2 separate regions of the Mus musculus genome follow, and region 2 is linked to region 1. Evidence: chromatin contacts called from public Hi-C data. All regions are on one chromosome and are shown on one strand. The core of a region is the stretch at or near the end of the contact, and the rest is flanking DNA. Distances in the headings are between cores, read along the strand shown.

Evidence for each region. A called contact is a pair of places that touch in the nucleus more often than the background predicts.
Region 2: a contact with region 1 is called in a Hi-C map of liver, with 4 times the contacts expected there. The contact joins two enhancer-like sites. A contact is called at or near these places in 15 of 484 Hi-C or Micro-C datasets (the HL-1 cell line, cerebral cortex, embryonic stem cells and 2 more), 7 of 115 datasets of contacts at active chromatin or transcription factors (embryonic forebrain, embryonic stem cells, forebrain and 1 more) and 1 of 9 other capture datasets (adipose tissue).

What each region holds. Positions count from the first base shown.
Region 1 is chr8:48,544,242-48,550,718 of GRCm38.p6, forward strand. The region is part of intron 2 of Tenm3 (teneurin transmembrane protein 3); the gene reads right to left. Among named protein-coding and RNA genes, the nearest start is that of Gm39178, 110 kb to the right of the region's middle. Within about 2 kb of position 1,595, at least 5 of the 459 cell types and tissues checked have an H3K27ac peak or open chromatin away from gene starts, as enhancers often do. A contact at or near this core is called in liver, where this site is marked.
Region 2 is chr8:48,728,683-48,735,481 of GRCm38.p6, forward strand. It overlaps a transcript of Tenm3 not described here. Among named protein-coding and RNA genes, the nearest start is that of Tenm3, 57 kb to the left of the region's middle. Within about 2 kb of position 5,294, at least 7 of the 459 cell types and tissues checked have an H3K27ac peak or open chromatin away from gene starts, as enhancers often do. A contact at or near this core is called in liver, where this site is marked.

The DNA.
Region 1 (6,477 bases), core at 345-2,844:
GAGTATCTGGCATCCCTGGCTTCTACAGGCAGCTGCACCTACGTGCACATACCCACTGGTCAACCATCCCTAAGTCCCCGTGTGTGTGTGTGTGTGTGTGTGTGTGTGTGTGTGTGTGTGTGTGTGTATGCATATATATATATATATATATATATATATACACATACATATACAAACATATACATACATATACAAACATATACATACATATATTAAATTAAACTTCTAAAAGTATGCTACAACTCATCCAGATAACTATTATTGCCTTCAAAGCATCCAGTAAGGGCTTTCAGCCTTCCTCAAATGAGGCAGCCATTTCTCCATATGATACCGAAATTCCTCTGTGAAAAGGCCTAGAAGGCTTTTAAGCATTGGGTTTTTTTTTCCCTGAATATAATTAACTGTGGTAAATACTCTCTCTTGAGAACTGATGTGATGTTTTAGAGGGGGCTGGGAAGAGCCAAGTGCTGATATACTAAGCCTTCAAGGATGGTAAGCATTGAGGTGTGCCTATGGAACAAGACTGTTTCACAAATAAACTCCATTTCAAAAGGGTGGCTTCAAACCTGTGCTGGCAAACAGTACTAAAACGAGCATGGGACCAGCGACATTTCTACACAATGCAGAGCACACTGAGAAGCAGGGGCAGCCCACCTTGGCAGCCATCTTCCTGAAAGTTAAGTAGGAGAATATTGGTCTCTTAAAGCTTTTCTGCCTAAGATGACTTCATTTCCTCAGCAGGACCAACAAAACGCGTGGGTAGAAAAACAGATGCAAATCATGCATACATTCAGTGCTCGTAGGGCACTTCTTTTCTTTTGAGGATTCTGACTTGAGTGAAGAAACCCTACGGAACTTCTCTCAGAAGCTGCTTTGTTTTAGAGAGTCATTTGTTGGGAACGCCCAGGAAAAGTCAGGCAACTTTTCCAAGGTCATGCTTTCTAGAAATTACGCTGCTCTACTTGATATCCTAGGTAAAGAACCTCAGAGGATTAAAACAAATTATAAAGAAACAAAACAAAATTTAAAAAACAAAACCAAACCAAAAACAAACGAACAACCATTAAAAATAAAATAAAATAAAATAAAAAAAAGGACAAGACCACTGATAGATCAGCCTTGGGAATGAAAGAGTAAACAAACACATAATTTATCATTTTGCCAGGTTCAATAAATACTATTTTGATGTGTTAATAGCTTTTAAAAAGTCAACACATTAGCTATCAATTAAGTAAACAAGCTATTAAATGGGAGCTAGAAACGTCAATGGGGGCATAATTTACTAATTTTCCAATCAATGATGCTAATCATTGTTGGATATTAATCAGGGAATGGACATTAGCCTTACCATAGGTGATCATTTACAATCATGGCTCCCAAGAATAAACAAAATTAAAGTTAAAGACAAAGAGAGGACTGGACAGAAACACCTTGTACTTGTTGATAAATAAAACAATTTGCCTTGAGCGAATATGGGCATCTTGGCTACCGTCAGTGGTGACAGTATTGATGGAAGGGTCTATGCAGCCGTCACATTCCTGGTCGTGTCAGACAAGGGATACAAAGCTAGGACTGAGGTCAGGACAAATCCTAGTTGGCAACTCACACTTCGGTGGCAGCAGTGTTGACTGATACAAATTTCAGTCAAATACAAACATGAGCTCTGATCTCATTCTGCAATTTAGTGATTCAATAACCTCCTGCAAACTATTCAATCTCTTTAAGCCTCACCTACAACACAAGGGGCAATGACAGGGTTTATTTCATAAATAGCCAGCTACATACATATTTAGGGCCCTGGAGCCTACACACTTCTTAAAGTCCCCAGCCCCACTCTCATGAGAGAAAGAACACGACCTTCTTAGGTTCTCACAGGGTTTAACCTCTAACAAGATGGGATTTAGAAGAGTATTTAATTACGTGGTTTGCTCTGGAAGTCAAATGTAGATATAAAGGGTTTATTATCATGAAGCCCATACAGTGGTCCACACCTGCAGGTCAGGCACTCTGAGAACTGAGGCAAGAAGATTCCAGGTATGTAGTTACCCATGGCTACACCGCAAATAAGGGTTGATTATATATATATCTTAACGGTGGGGTGCTTGCCTGGCATGTGCCAGGCCCTGAGCTCCTGCGTTCAAACTCCAGTGAAGCAAAGAGAAAGGACAGAGAAATAAGGAAAAGTAAATTCATACGAGTTTGTCGAAGTGAACTATCGCAACTACTGTGAGGCTTTAGCCTCTCTGCTAACAAATTTGCACTCTTTTTTTTTTTTTTTGAGACAGGTTTTTCTGTGTAGCCCAGGCTGTCCTGGAACTCACTCTGTAGACCAGGCTGGCCTTGAACTCAGAAATCCGCCTGCCTCTGCCTCCCAAGTGCTGGGATTAAAGGCGTGCGCCACCACGCCCGGCAGAAATTTGCAGTCTCAGTTAGTTGATTCTCAAGACTCTTGGGTCTTAAGGTCTCCAATTTGTACGTATTTTCCTAAGAGAACTTAGTTATATTGGGTTTTTGGTGGTGGTAGTTTGTTTGTTTTTGTTTTGTTTTTTAATTCATGGGCTGTTTTGTTTGTCAGGGCAAGAGAACAGAAATTCAGTCTCTTTTTCTATGAGAAGAGCACTCCTTGTCTCTCTGAGCAGCAAGTAAAGAAAAAGAAAAGAAAACCATTCATTTTTTTTCTACCCCAGCCCTTTTGGCATATTGACTTTACTCGAAACTGTCATTCTAAAGAATATATCTTGCCCAGCAGAGGAGAGAGTGCATTCCGTGAAGTGCTTGCCACTGGGCAGGAATCCCGAGTTCAAATCTCCCACATTAAAAATCTCCCATTAAAAAGCAGAGGACAGTGGTGGCTCCTGGTAGTATGGGAGCAGAAACAAGAAGCTTCCTGGAGTCACAGATCAGACAGCCAACCTTAGTAGACAAGGCCCCGTTATAGAGCTGGGTGGGGTCTGAGGGAAGAAAACGAAGGTCGATCTTCGGTATCTACATGCGCGTGCCCAAACATGTGTGCACACATATGAACACATAAATAAGTTATCTTCTGCTCTGGTCTGATTTTTGCTGCTCTTATCATTGAGCAAAGCCAAGTTGGGGAGAGGAAACAGCTCGTTTCCTTTCATGGATTACATCATCATGGATTACAGTGCATCATCAAGGGAAGCCAAGGCAAGAACCCAAGGCAAGAATTTGGAGGCAAGAACTAAAGTAGAAGGCACAGACCACCGGAGGAATGGTGCTTGCTGGCTTGATCCTCTCGGCTTGGTCAGCTTGCTTTCTTATACAGTGCAGGACAACCAGCCCCAGGGCGGCACTGCTCACAGTGACTTGGGTCCTCCTACATCAAAACTTAATCAAGAAAATGCCCAAGTCATTCTAGTTTGTGTCAAGTGGACAAAACCTAACCAGGCCATCCATCTTCACTGCCTTCCTCCATCAAAAGACTCTCATCAGAAGTTTCCAGTTTAAAGCACACATTCGAGGCTATTCAGAAGTCTGAGGCCTGAGATCTACTAGAGTCTAGCAGTTCAAGTTCTCTGGAGGACCATGCAACCTTATCTCAAAAATCAGAAAAGCCTTCAGGGCTAGAGGTGTAGCACAGTGTGGCTGAGACCTGGTACGTTGGAGATCACTAAGGGTCTTTATCGATGTTAACTGTGGGATAGCTGTTTTCTTATTCAAATGTACTACTAGAACTCTCTTTTAAAAGTCCTTACCCAGCACCTACCCGAAATTCAATTATTCAAAAATCTCACTTGAGTCAAAATGCAAAGAAACAGGGTATTAGTTCAAGAGGGTTTCCAAGAAGTTAAAACTAATAAAGCTAATACGATTAGGTCTGAGAAAAAGTCCTAACTCAGAACTTTTCTGTTCCTATTTTGTGCACAAATTACAATAGCACCAAAAACGCATCTTAGTTACTTGATGCGGTAATAAGAAATGAAAGGGGAAATTGCAGAGGGGAAGAGTGGAAACCCTCATCTAAAACTTATTCCTGTATGTGAGTAGTTAACTTTAAATAGGTTTATATAACCACTTTAAACAGTTAATGAAAGAATTTGGGAGTGTGCTCAATTCGAATGCAGGAGGCCATGGGTTTTGATGTCCAACTAGATGGGTGGGGAATGCTTCAACTTCAACAACAACAATAACAACAAAAACAACAACAACAACGTGATACTCAGGAGAGCAAGTTGAAAGTCAGAAGATGAGAACGTTCAAATTACCATCTGACCATTCACCACCAGTAGAACTCTGAACTTTCTTACCCTATACAAAAACAATTTTCCCATCAGCAATATGGGACATCTCATTTGGAGATGTTGTGAGAAAACCATATGGGATGTGTACAACATTTAGCCCAGTAAAGACTCAAAAATGGGTCAGAATAACAAGTGTAGGCATTGCCACCAGAGGGCCATTCAGACAGGGCATACCTAGCCATCAACCGCAACCAAAGAGACTGTTAATACTTTTAACACAGACCAATAAGATAACTGATGCTCTCACAAAGGTGACTTACAGTCCTCAATAAATCAAACTGTATTTAGTATACTCATTCAACAAGCGTTGACTGACAACTGTTGTCTCAGCATCGAGGATGACGCTGGCATACGAAAATGACTAAGGCTGTGACCTGAAAGAACTTGTCCCCCGCTGGGGAGAGCAATGCAATCGGATGACTATGACTATGACTATAACTTGGTAAGTGCTATTCAAAAATATGTATAGGGTGCCATGCAAGGGCAAAAGAAGACTTTGCCCCAGGCAGTCAGGAAAGGCTTCTTCAGAGAAGATATGCTACGCAAGCAGACTCTTGGCAGACTGGTGAAATAGGAAGAGTGGGTTGCCCACAGCACAAAGGCTGCTGGCACATGGATGGAACGAACAGAGCAGCGGAGGCTGAGGCAGGACCAGGAAGGGTCTGGCAAAGACTCAGAAGGAGATGGTAGAGGTTGGAAGCGAGACAATAGGAAGGCGAGGCAGCCATGTGGTGAACCAGAGAAACGGCCTAAGAGATGACGACTGGCTGAATGTGGGCCCTGACACGGGACAGCAGGAGTTACAATAGTTCATAACTCAGTTATGGTTTTCCTTCAATCAAACACAATGTTTTTCCTTCAATAAAAGGTTCTTAATGCAATAAACCAGAGGTTTGTTTTTTTTTTTTTTATGAGACATAACTCTCTTGAAGTAACTACTTTTAGTGACTTTGAGATCCTAAAATTTGAGTGTTATGTAATTCACTGCATGATATGGAACTATCTCCAATAAAGCATGAAATAACATTACAGATATTTGATAATGGGTTCTCTCTCTCCCTCTCTCCCTCTCCCTCCCTCTCTCTCTCTCTCTCTCTCTCTCTCTCTCTCTCTCTCTCTCTCTCCCGTGATAAGATTTGTGTTTAGTTTTGATTAACTGTATCAAAGGAGAATTTAGGAAAAAGTAAAACATAAGCCAACCTCCAGTCATAATGCTTGACGGCTCTGCCTGAGAAAACAGAAACTCTTACTCGCTGCACTCGATTGCTTCAGGTGAAATTCCCAACAAGGGTAGGTCTTGTGTCGGGTTCTGTAACACTCCTCTGCCACTGGCCACTAGGTGTTCAAATGTGGAAGCAAGAATTTTGTTTTATTAGACTTGATATAAAATGTATCACCAGGAAAATATCAGCAACCCAGCTGAGAAATACAAACTCTAGATCCTACAATTTTGTTTTTATGTCTCAAGGGAAGTGGTGACTTCCATCCACCATGGTAGCAAGAGGGTTCCTAAGACCCAAATAACCTCCAAGCAAACACACCCAGGCACTTGCTAAAACAAACATCTTTCCCACTGCTGAAATTAAACTTGGCAAGTCCCCTTAATAGCTTGAAAAACAATCTGAGAAGTAGCAGACTAGCAGCTTCTCTGCACCGAGGCTAATCATCATGAAAAGACCCCTTCAAAGCAAATACAGAATGGGCCAACCGGCCTGATCGCCTTAATTTTTAATGAAGGGATAGCTCCATATACATGCATCAGTATATTCGAAGTAAAGTTGCCAAGGGGCGAAAAAAAATCTACCAATATTCAGGATGAAACCAAGCCTAATTTTACCATTCAACCTGATGTTCTCCAACAGGGAAACACCAGAGTGGGAAATGTAAGAGAGGGGACTATGATGAACCAATCTGTGGAAATCCCTCAGCAGTGACCATCATAAAAATGGCCAAATGGCTTTCTCTACCCCCATCAAGGTCACTTTCCTGATGTTGGGTTCAATAAGATGAGAATGCATTTACCCACTCTCCCTGCATCTGACTTCAACCTCGCCAGTCCAAATGGCCCTGTTTAACCACCCTGGCCTTTCACCGGCTCCCTGAACAAAGATAATTAAGGAGATGTACTGCCTCCTCCTATCACAGGAACTGAAAGACAAATAAACTTTCTAAGAGCTCAGCCAGGTGTCCACTCCTCCAATGTACAACTTCTAAG
Region 2 (6,799 bases), core at 4,044-6,543, 190 kb after region 1:
ATTGGCTTTCTTTGTGGGGTTTGGCAAATCAGTTTTCTTCTCTATAATACGGGGATAATAATGCTTTAGTCAAATGGATGCTGTGAGAATTAATTACTGTTATACAATTTATTGAAGATGGGACGCCCTGTAAAAATATTGCTAGTGCTTATAGGATTGAGATCCAAAGACAAAGGTATCACACACGGCAGAGAAATCGAAACATCTCCAAATCCCCACTGTTTTCCTCTCTCCGTGTCCTCCTTCTTAACTCTGGTGAAAAGTAGGCAGTGCGGGTTTTCAAGGACATGTCTCCTTCTTCTGTGACCAGAATTGAAATGCACCACTGGACGCACCTGCACCGCACCAAGAGATTCGCCCTGCCTCACCTAGGTATAACAAAGGGGTGGAAAGGCCTCATTTGCAAGGATTGCTTTCATCCTGGGCTGCTCTTTTGACCCTGAACCGGGGTCTTTCTAAATCAATGGATGCCCTAAAGACTAGATTTCAAGGGAAGGTCTTCCCAGCTGCTCTTGGAAAGGGGGACGCTGAACTTTCCAGAAAGAAGGACAACCCCAGCTGTAAGCTGATAACTACCTGCTTATAGAGACGGAGCCAGGTCCTAAGGAAACACGATCAGGTATAACAAGCAAGAAAAATCCTCAAGACAACTGTGGGAGGAGGAGGAATTTCCACCACCTGACCGTAGTTCTAAAACAGCCGGAGCTGAGGGAACCTGTAAGAATTCAAGAAAGGAGACAGCGATAGGACACAAAGCACTACCTAATTGCCAGTGTCTGCGTAGCGCTTATTTTTTGAGGACCTGTCAATCAGCGCTAGAATCCACACGCAGGTTAAAGGTCAGTGTAACGCAATTTTCCGTGAGACATCACAGTTGTAATATGCTGCGATGAAGGTTTGAAGTGTCAAGGAAGAATTAAGTATATTCTGGTTACAGGATCTCTGCCAGGTGTGGTGGCTCATGCCTTTAGTCCCAGTGCTCTGGAGGCAGAGGCTGACCAGGAGAGCCAGGACTACGTAGAGTCTCTATCTTGAAACACACACACACACACACACACACACACACACACACACACACACACACAACTTATCATAGGATCTCTGTCCTTTAAGGGTCCAAGTTATTCACAGATGAACCTACCTAACCATGTCCTACCTGAACATTTTTTAAAATCAGTGACTTGGGTGTAAGGCTTGGGCTGTCATGGAAGTCCATCTGCTTTCGTCCCTCTACCTTCTTGCTTATTTACATTTAACTGAAATAACTAGTTAAATTGGTTTCGTTCATTTGTTTTCTTTTGGAAAGGGTTCCCTCCAATTCCAGTTCCCGGTCCCTTCCATTTTCCAACCTTAGCTGGGGAGAGGGGAGAGGTAAGGCAGCGAGTGGGAGCCAGAACTCTGAGTGTGTCAACTCTATGTCCACTGAGTATGGGGGTGGGGGGTGGGATCACAGGGTAAAAATCATATTCCCTGTCACCCCATGTGACATTTCCTCTAGCCCTTCTCTGTCACACACATTCACCCATTTGTCCCTTTAAGCATCCAACAGCCTTGGAGACTGGCTTCTATGCTCCTAGGCTTCTGTCCCCTGGTCCACTGTCTCGGGGACTTTCGTGGCCCTGTTTTGTGAAAACAAATCCCTCTGCTTCAACTTCTCCCTCTGCATTCCTTTCTGTCCTTTTCACCTCTGCAGATGTCTGAAAGCCCATCCAGACCTGGGCTGTGACATGCTGATACAATAGTGCCTGACTCCCCAGTATCTCGGGTCTTTACAGAAACACGGCTGTGGATCAATACAGATACTAGCAAGCATTCACAGAAGCACAAAGGGACGAACAATTCCCCAAACCTGGATGAGTAGGGGAATGGCTGAACTGTCCCTTAAGGCCTCTCCCTCACTACTGTGAAGCTTCCACAGAAGTCAAAGCAAATGAAGTTTGAGGACATCCATGTAAATAGTTGGTGACAATTTAACTTCCTAATTAAAATCTTTAAATTTTCATTTAGTTGGGTCATTTAGTCATTACATATGACACATAGTCATGAGTTTATCAGATGCTCCACACCCCGACACCCCTATTGCTGTAAAGGATGAGACTTTTCATTGGGTATCACACCAGTCAGCTGAAAGCAACACAGCCCCCGCCTGCCCTCTTACCGATGATGCCCTGATTACAAAACAGCAGTCTTGGGGTGAAGATTAACCAGTTAGTACACTTTGGAAAAGCCTCAAACTTAGGGGTGAGGGTTCAAGTGGCTTTTGTGCTTGCCAGGTGAAGCGCAAGTTAAAAATAACCCAGCAGGTCCTGGAAGTGTACAAAAGATTCATAACATGACGAGTGATGGATGGTGTGGGCTGTGTAACATGTAATAGCACCTGAGATAATCCCATGCTGAAACCAACGAGCTGGCATCTTTCAAAGTGAAACAGAGACCCTGGCAAACTGGTCAGTCTTTCCCTGATTTGGACAGTGCTTCTCTTGGGACCTTCCTTGGTGCAAACCTTGGCAAGCAGTCTTTTAAGCCCCTATTATTTTCTGGTAGTTTCCCAATTGTCCTGGCTAAAAGCACATACTCTTCAATAGTGACTTTGCTAGTTTAAACACCTAGAGTTTGAGAGTACAGGCCCATGAAGAATGTGTACGAATGGGAACACTCAGGGTCCAATATTGGGTAATGAGACTAACTGTACCCGATTCCTACACATCCATTATCTGTCTGCCACACACAGAGAAGACCATCACTGCAGTGGAACAGTCCTAGCCTCTCTGGTGACACTCTCTGAAGGACAACGCTCACTTATTTCTGTGCTGCCGTTGTGGAAGGCTTTATTTAAAAACCAAAGCAACTTTTAGAATGACAAACTTACCATATGAAATGTCCATTTCAGTGACCAGAACTTTATCCTGTGCTCAATAACTATTTACTGAGTAAGAAACTATCTTAAAAAAAAAAACTCATTCCTAGACCCTTGTTATCTGTTGGCACCAAGATAACAATTATAACCTATTAATGATTAATATTTTAGTGTTAGCAATATTTTTGATCAAGTATTTTGTCTTTCTGTAATATGTAAAATTACCTTAACTGCTTGTTAGTGAAGGCTGAACTTAGAGTAAACCACACACAAAAAACCATGTATTTGAAAAAGTATTCAGAAACACTGTTTAGTGCAGTCATTTTGGAGTTGAGAGTAAATTGTCAAAAACAAACAAAATCATAAGAGGAAGATGGAATGCAGACTCTCGTAGCTCCATCATCCCCACTCTGTCTGACATTCTTCAGTGGACCGTGTGTTGTTTGCTACATTAAGTTACCAACTGGCTCTATGGTCCTGCCTGTCTTATTTTCACACCCTTGCTCTTCAGCACAGGGGAAGAAGAGACCTGGAAGGGAACTAACTTCCTTAAGCATCTCTAAAGACAACTTCTGAGGTCTGAAAGTGGTCCCATGAATTTTCTGTGAAGTGCCAAGTCAGATGGGTTGACTTTGGCCTCCAGCAGGCTTTCTAGAGACATCCACTAGGGCGACCCTCTCTGTTACTTAGATGTATTCTTCTATAGGATATGTCTTTACTGGTTTGCTTTTGGCTTTGTAGGTTAGGTGCTGGCAAAATGGGGGAGGTTATTATTATATTTCAACAAAGATATCTCTCCACATCATTACTTTATCATTTAAAAGAAAATTGTTACTCTCTAGAACCACAATCGTAAGAGCGGGACGAGCCCCAAATGGACTTTTCAGTACAGATGAAAGTCTTTTAAAAGTCACTGGCTTTGCTGAGCCATGCATGTCCAACGACTCAAAGCTCTGTTCTTTGGAGACTGCTTGTATAACAAATGCTGGTTGAGGGGAGTTGGGGTAGGGGCTTCCTCTGTCAGACTGCTCCTCCAGATCCTGACAGTAGATAAGAATCAGACACCACATGGTCTTACAAAAAGCATTCGCTAAGATGGCAGTTAAAACTCAGATTGGCCTTTCCCACTCAGTAACACTTGCATAGCTACAAACCCGAAACGCATCCACAGTGACGATGCTCCTCCTGCACAGTTTAAGAGGCAAGATACTGAATTTGCTTTTCCCCGTGAGAATCTTGTTGGACATAAGTTATTAATTCTCTAATGAGGTCATTAGAAATCATGTAAACTATTTCATGTCAATGTTTTGGTGGGGTTTATTTAGCAAAAAACCAAAAACAAAACAAAACACCCTATTTGCCAGCACAGAACTCAAGAAAACACACAGTAGGAGTTTTATGTGCATAAAAAATGTATCCATACCCGTCAGTGCATTGAAAGAGAAAATATATACAGTACACAATATATGTCATTCTATATTCTTTACACACATATTTTATATAATCCTGATGTCCACAAAGTACCCTTTGGTTCTTTAAAAACAGATATTCTCTCTCTCTCTCCCTTTCTCACTCTGTCTCTCTCTGTGTCTCTGTCTCTGTCTGTCTCTCTCTCTCTCTGTGTGTGTGTGTGTGTGTGTGTGTGTGTGTGTGTGTGTGTGTATAAGAGAGACAGAGAGCAAGGTTCATATGTCCCAACCACAGTGTGTGCACAGCGGTCAGAGGGCAATCCTCAATCGTTTCTTTTTTCCTTTCACGGCAACAGAGATCAAGGGCTTTAAAGCCAGGCCATCAGGTTTAGCAGCAAGCACCGTTACCTGAACCATCTCACCAGGCACATGCTTGCTTTATACATTTACACCATGTGCTCCTGAATGGCAAGACTGTCTTCTATTCACAATACATTACTATACTGTCAACATAGGAAGGGTGACAAATGGGCAGTAAGATTTGGTGTGTGTGTGGGGGGGCATCATAATATAAACAGCAAACACTGTTCCTTCCCTCACAGTGTAGCATCTTGGCCCAGATGGCAGCTGGGGGCCACTTAAACAGGCTTGAAGGTCAACTCTAGCATGAAACAGTTTTACGACACTGGACAGTCCTGTGGGGGTTTTTTGTTTGTGTTTATTTTGGTTTTCCTGATCTAAATGTCTGATCGGGAAAGGTGGACAGCCGTATCTGTGTCACTGAGCTGCAATTAAACAAGAAGACATCCCAGGGAACCCGGTGGCTCCTTTTGCTGTTCGGCTGCTGTCCATTTCCTTCACGGATACTCAGTTGGAGTTTCACATCAATGCCACAGGGATGTGTCCTTGAGCAGTGTATGGATTCACAGTATGCCTCGTCCTCTGGATTCTCACATCCTGTCACCTCGAGTGCTGTGTCCTCTGAACTCACTTCCATTACCTTGCTGTTTGCCAACAGACAAGTCACTTTAAGGCTATTACTGGCAGGGCCCTTTCTACAGAGTCATTAACCACAGTGTCCTCTAAAGTCTGGGGGACAGCCGTGATTCAGAGGTTGCCTTGGATTGCACCACAACGAAACCAAGAAAAATACATAGGCGGCCCTCTACATACACGCACGTCGGTCATTGCGGGCAAGTGTGGACAGGAGCTACTCGAAACCATTTTCATCCATACCGAACACGTACAGGTTTATTTTGTCATCATCTCCTATACCAATACAGCAAAGAAACCATTTGTATAGCCCTGACATTACACTACCTATTATAAGATACCAATATATAATACATAAGACATAAATCTATCTATACTAAATATCTATCATATATATTGATATGCAATATTATTATATATTATATATAATTGATACATAATATGTATGTTACAGATTACATAATTTAAGAATAATTTAAACTATAAGCAGGTTGAAGATACTATACTGTCTTATATATGGATTTGAGCATGCTCATTTTGGGGTATTTCCAGAGGTGTGATGCGAGCAAGTCATAGAACCAGCTACAACTGTATGGGGGCACTAAGATGACTACATACGTGTACATAGCACACATTCACATATATGTGCGTGGTCCATGTGACATAACTAAGCAGTCTTTCCCAAAACTGCCTAAAGACACTTATTAAAGTACTCTCTCTTCTTCCCTCCCTGGCTGCCTCCCTCCCTCTGTGCGTATATGTGTATTTATGCACATGCTGATGCATATTTCTGGACAGTGCGCATGGCTTGCATATGCCCGCAGGGAGAGGTCAGAGAACAACCTTGAGGGCCTTTCCTCCAGCACCACCCACCTTGTTTTCTTTATCATCTCTCACTGGCCTTGAACTCACCAAGCAGCCTAGGGTAATGAGCCAGCAGTCCCCAGGGATCTGTCTGTCTGTAACTCTTCAGTCTTCTAGGGATTACAAATCCATGCTGTATACACACACACACACACCCTTTTCCTGTAGGTTCCAGGAATCAAACTCAAATTCAAGCACTTCCCAGATTCATTTATACCCCTAAACCCTAGACAGGAAAATTCTTGGGCCCCATCCTGGTAGAGTAAATGAGCTGCCCTTAGGAAGTCCTTCAAGGGACTCTGTAGAAAGCTTGCTCAAGTTGGAGAGCTGCTGCCAAATGTAAAACCATTATATCCTTTGGTAGCTACAATCAACAAGGAACTCTTCAATGTATTTAGAACCTTTTTTTTTTTTTTTTTTTCCCCAACGAATTCCACACTGAGGGAGCTCTCTGTGAAGCTGTGAGAAGAAAATGCACTCAGGGGTAACTTTTTTTTTTAATAGTTATTTTTAAAGCACCGTTTGAAAGAAAGAAAAGAGGAAGTTAAAAATAATAATCCAACAGGATTTGGCCCACAACGCTTTCCATTTAATTTCGCATTATTTGGGGCTATTGTGCAAATGGAAAGCTTCCAACACAGCTCAATCTCTCTGTGTAGAAGCAAAAATATCAAAA